Regions from separate parts of the Mus musculus genome. Here region 1 is linked to region 2. The links are chromatin contacts, called in public Hi-C maps. All regions are on one chromosome and are shown on one strand. The core of a region is the stretch at or near the end of the contact, and the rest is flanking DNA. Distances in the headings are between cores, read along the strand shown.

Region 1 (2,700 bases), core at 103-2,602, 2.0 Mb after region 2:
TTCTCGAATCGGTCTGGAGCTCACTAATTATGTTAGATGGGTTGGCCAGCGAACCCCTAAGACTTGCTTCCCTGCCTTCCTGGGATGGAGATTCTGAGTGTGTACCTCCATGCCCAGCAAGGTTGCTTTCTTCAACTTGCCCTTTGATGCTTTCTGAGTTTGTCCGTTTCCCATATCCTGAGTCGTTTTTAGGGCTTTAGGGTTTCATCCATGCTTAATTATCATATATAGGCATGGAGGTAGAGAATTATTTGTCATCTCTTTTTCATCCAATCATGTTTATATCTTAAACTTTCATCATTTATATTAAAGCACCGTACAATGCTCATTTCTATCAGTGTGTCATGGTTAGTGAAGCTGATTATATTTAAAACCAGTTGGCATACAAGGGACTCCAGTTTGCTCTTACACCTGGGGTTTTTTTTTTTGTGTGTGTGTGTGTGTGGGGGGGGGGGGGTGCGGCTGTGCACCTCTCTGCATGTAAGTTTTCTTGGAAATCATTTGGACACATTCTCAGCAGAAGGTTTATTGAGTCAAAGGCCACAGTTTAATAACTCTTGACCCATATTGCCAAATTACTTTAAATAGGGTTGTTTACACTGCCTCAGTTAACAGGAGGACATGCCAGCTTTACCACCCACCAATGTCGATTAGTATTTTAAAAAAACATGTTATTTAATAGGTACAAAATAATCTCTTTTTAATTCACATATATTTATTCTAGGGAGGATCTATCCCCCCACCCCCATCTGTTTGTTTACCAACTCTCTTTGAGAATGCTGACCTTCACCTACACCAACACCTGCTGCTTCTAGAAGCTACTTTATTCTTTTCCATGTGAATCCCTTCAAGATGACCCAGGGGTAGTGTTGGCCTAACTTCAAGTGTGTGAACTTCAACATTGAGCCTTTGTGTGAAAATGATGTTTTTTTGTTTGTTTGTTTTTTGTTTGTTTGTTTGTTTGTTTTTTTTGTTTTTGTTTTTTGTTTTTTTGTTTTTTTTTTTTTTTTTTGACTTGCTTCAGAGCTTGAAGGCCAGGACCGAAACAACTTATTCTTAACCTATGAAGCCACCAAATTGGCCCCTGGCCCCTGGGCTTTGTGACTTTGAACTTAACACTTGTTTCTCTTCCTCTCTCCTGCCCCAGCTTTGCTTGATGAGCAAAACAGGATTTTTCTGAAGAAAAATCTTTGAGATACACCCCCTCAACTATTTTTGGGTTTCTTACTTTGTGGGAGGGAGAGAGAGAGAGAGAGAGAGAGAGAGTGAGAGAGAGTCAGAGAGTCATGTGTTCCTGTTAAGGTTTGTTTTAAGTATGAGCAGTTGTTTACCTTTCTAGACAGCTTTCTTTGATTTTCTTCTCCCTGCCTAACCCACAGCATCCTGTGGCCTTGAGGCTTCTTCAGCACCTTGTCTCTGCTCTCTGCCCCAAAGCATGCTGGAGCTCCTTCAACTCTCTAGCTGGAGCCCCTTTTGCACAAGGAAGGCCTACAGTAGCTGGAAGAGCCCAGCAGAGAATTTCTAGACCTTTGCTGTCCCAAAGGAAGAGAGGAGTTTGCCTGGATGCGTAGCCGTGCCCACAGTCACCTGGGTGTACGTGAGCGGAACCGGAACTTCAGCTGAGATTTGCAGTTTCTCTCTGGGGCTATTGCTCCCAGCCCTTTGGTCCCTGAGTCCTCTCTCTGACTTCCTTATAGTGCTCCTGCTTCGATTCCTCCTGGGCTTCAGAGCGATGCATTCGTTTCGCATTGTTTGATGCAGGGTTTCATGTTGACCAAGTTGGCATTAGCTGTACTCAAGGCTTCCGATCCTTCTGCCCCTACCTCTCTACCACTGTGTATACTTCCCATGTGAGATATATATTATATTCCATGTGGATTCCTTCAAGATGAGCCAATGGCAGTGTAGTATAAGTGAAGAAACTTGAACATTGAGCCCGTGTGTGAAATGCTGCTTTTTTTTTTTTTCTTCTAATTATGATGGAAAAGATGTATGAAAATCAAGAGGGACTGAGGGATTGCTGTATAGATATGTCTGCCTGTAAACGCATGACCACATCTGTTGTTGCACACTCAGACCTGTCTTACACAAACATCTTCAACCTCATTTTACTCTGCCATTGGCAATAAAATAGCTTTTATTTAAAAAAATAAATTAAAAACCCCCAAAACAGTGATCACATGGTAAACCCCAAACTGGAGGCTGGGTGACTCCAGCGAGTGACTTCTTTGGGATTGATATCTTCTTTGATGAGATTCATGGTTGGCTTCTGTCCTGTCCTGGGCTGACTCATAGGTTGATAGTTGACCCGGGGTCACTTGAGATCATTTTCATATTTAAGAACTCATTTGTATGTTTGTTTCTTTTTTTCCTTTGTCAGTATTTCCCTCCTCACCCCTGTGTGTGGATATGTGTACTGGGGTGTCATGAAACTACTTAGAGGAGGTTCTCTGTGGGGCATAAGCGAAAACTCACAAGGATCGTTGGAAAGCAAAATAAAACGAAACAAACCCTGCCAGTAAGTTCTTGTCTGTGTTGCTCAATGCCTCCTTCTCCACCTCAGGACTTGTTAACCTCACAGGAACTCTGGGCTGGATTCCTCCTTCAGCACAGCACAGTCCTGGTATGGGAGTTTAGGAGATTCTGTTCTTAAGGAAGTATTACGCGGTATTCCCTCTCTCTCTGCTATGGATTAGACCT
Region 2 (2,700 bases), core at 126-2,625:
AGACATGGCGAAAGGACTAGAGCTAGCCAAAGCATGGCAAACCAGTGGATATAATTGGGGCTGCGTACAGTGGCACGGTCAAAATCAACCTACAGGATTGTGGGTAATATATGGGTAGATCATAGAAGAGTTGCTCCCACCACGGCAATTGTTAAGTTCTTTTATATCCTTAGGAGGAAGGATGGGACACATGCAAACATTTTATGCTGTACTGCTCTCTGAGCCCCCCGCCCCTGGGGTTCAATCCTCTGAGGTCTCGGGACAATCACAGTTGCTTTGATTTCATGATTGCAATGTCTGTCCAGCCAGAGGGGCAGAGTTCCACACCATTGCTCAAACGATACATCACTGGATGCTACCTCCCACCGTCCATACTTAGATGATCTGTCCCCTGGTCATGAATGTACTGAGTGGAACCCAGTTGAGCTGCCTTACCTGATGTTCTGTGTGTCAACACCAGGTTTAACATGCCTGTTTGAATATTTTCTTTTCGGGGGCTGTCTGTGCCCATATGCAGGTTAAGTCTGTTTCAAGTAAGTTGCTTCCTTGTGTCTGTGCTTTAAGATAATTTTTTTAAACTCCTGTTCCCCAGGATACACCCAACAGGACATGGTCTTTATGTCATAGAATGTTTATTTAGCCATTCTTATTTCTACCACCTGTTGTACACATCCACGAAAGTGCTGAATTTGTGAATTTTCCCTTTCTCTGGAGCATACCCTGAAATTGCTTCAACACTTTTTAATATAAACACTCAAGTTTATATCCTATCTAAATTAAAAAAAAAATCTGTTTTACTAGGTCAGATGTTACCAGTGTCATACTTGGTGTTAAGATGATTCTCAGGCAGGTAAGCATGGTCATTCTTTTCTGTTAGTTAATTAGAACCATTTAAATGGTAGTGCTTATTTTGGGCGTTTTGGGCTTCTATTTATTTATTTTTAACTGACTGGCTCTTTACATGTTACAAATAAGTAAGAATGGAACAATGAATTCCGAACTATTCCAACTTCTGTTTTCCTTTGTAGATTTATAAGTCAGCTATAATTTAAAATCACAGATGGCAGCGAACTGGGGGGTTGGGGGGGGGGAAAGTCATGCTTTCTACTCTATAGGACATAAAACAACCAGTGGAAGCTTGGGAAGGAATCCCAGGCAGGATTATGTGCAAAATTCAATGATACCAAAAAGGGGCAAATTTTGTTAAAAAAGTTATTGGAAGGTAATGTGAACACTGAAGGATGAAGCTAGGGATGGAGATGGCTGGAAGATCTTTCCACAGAAAGACTTGTCAGAGGAAGAGCACATAACATTTGCTAATTGACACCCTAAAACTTGTGGTTTATACCCCATGGTAGTGTTCTGTAGGTGTGTGTGTGTGTGTGCGTTTAAACAATAGGGTGTTGTCTAGTGTGATATCCTGTCTCTTTCCTGTGCAATAGCTGCTGTGGTTTTCATGCTTTTTCTCAATAGACAATATCATCTTTTTGAAGATCCCACCCTACACCTCAATTATTGTCTCCTTAGATACAGGACTGTCCATGGGACATGAGCTTCCAAGGACAGGGTAGGCTCATACTCAGAGAGTAACCTTGGCTGTAGGTCCATCTGGACCTCTACAGAGTAGGAAGGGTTTTAATAAAAATATTTACAACCTAGTTGATTGTAGACAGTTCCTTGGAACTAAGCAGCTTCAAAAACAATTCTGAATTTCATTCTTTGAGGACATATATGAGCACCCCTTAACCCTTTACCCCAGCCATGCTTACAGAGATGGGAAATTCAAATACTTATCAAACTAAACAGCTATACCAAAAGAAACCATTGTATTAGAAAATAACTCAGATCATTAATTTTATTTTTGTCTTCAAGAGGGAATATAAGTAGGCACAGTTTCTTTCTTTTTTTTTAATTAGGTATTTTCCTCATTTACATTTTCAATGCTATCCCAAAGGTCCCCCATACCCACCCCCCAAATCCCCTACCCACCCACTCCCCCTTTTTGGCCCTGGCGTTCCCCTGTACTGGGGCATATAAAGTTTGCAAGTCCAATGGGCCTCTCTCTGCAGTGATGGCCAACTAGGCCATCTTTTGATACATATGCAGCTAAAGACAAGAGCTCCCGGGTACTGGTTAGTTCATATTGTTGTTCCACCTATAGGGTTGCAGTTCCCTATAGCTCCTTGGGTAATTTCTCTAGCTCCTCCATTAGGGGCCGTGTGACCCATCCATTAGCTGACTGTGATCATCCACTTCTGTGTTTGCTAGGCCCCGGCATAGTCTCACAAGAGAGAGCTATAACTGAGTCCTTTCAGCAAAATCTTGCTAGTGTATGCAATGGTGTCAGCATTTGGAAGCTGATTATGGGATGGATCCCTGCATATGGCAGTCACTAGATGGTCCATCCTTTCGTCACAGCTCCAAATTTTGTCTCTGTAACTCCTTCTATGGGTGTTTTGTTCCCATTTCTAAGAAAGGGTAAAGTGTCCACACTTTGGTCTTCGTTCTTCTTGAATTTCATGCGTTTGGCAAGTTGTATCTTATATCTTGGGTATCCTAAGTTTCTGGACTATTATCCACTTATCAGTGAGTACATATTGTGCGAGTTCCTTTGTGATTGGGTTACTTCACTCAGGATGATACCCTCCAGGTCCATCCATTGTAGGCACAGTTTCTAAAGGATAATTCCCTAGTTTCAAG

Evidence for each region. A called contact is a pair of places that touch in the nucleus more often than the background predicts.
Region 1: a contact with region 2 is called in a Hi-C map of CD8 T cells, with 2.9 times the contacts expected there. The contact joins two enhancer-like sites. A contact is called at or near these places in 2 of 484 Hi-C or Micro-C datasets (CD4 T cells and CD8 T cells) and 1 of 115 datasets of contacts at active chromatin or transcription factors (thymic regulatory T cells).

The regions. Positions count from the first base shown.
Region 1 is chr15:62,163,624-62,166,323 of GRCm38.p6, forward strand. All of the region lies in intron 1 of Pvt1 (Pvt1 oncogene), which reads left to right. Among named protein-coding and RNA genes, the nearest start is that of Pvt1, 130 kb to the left of the region's middle. Within about 2 kb of position 1,353, at least 42 of the 459 cell types and tissues checked have an H3K27ac peak or open chromatin away from gene starts, as enhancers often do. A contact at or near this core is called in CD8 T cells and thymic regulatory T cells, where this site is marked.
Region 2 is chr15:60,118,711-60,121,410 of GRCm38.p6, forward strand. No RefSeq gene overlaps it. Among named protein-coding and RNA genes, the nearest start is that of Gm41331, 22 kb to the right of the region's middle. Within about 2 kb of position 1,376, at least 16 of the 459 cell types and tissues checked have an H3K27ac peak or open chromatin away from gene starts, as enhancers often do. A contact at or near this core is called in CD8 T cells and thymic regulatory T cells, where this site is marked.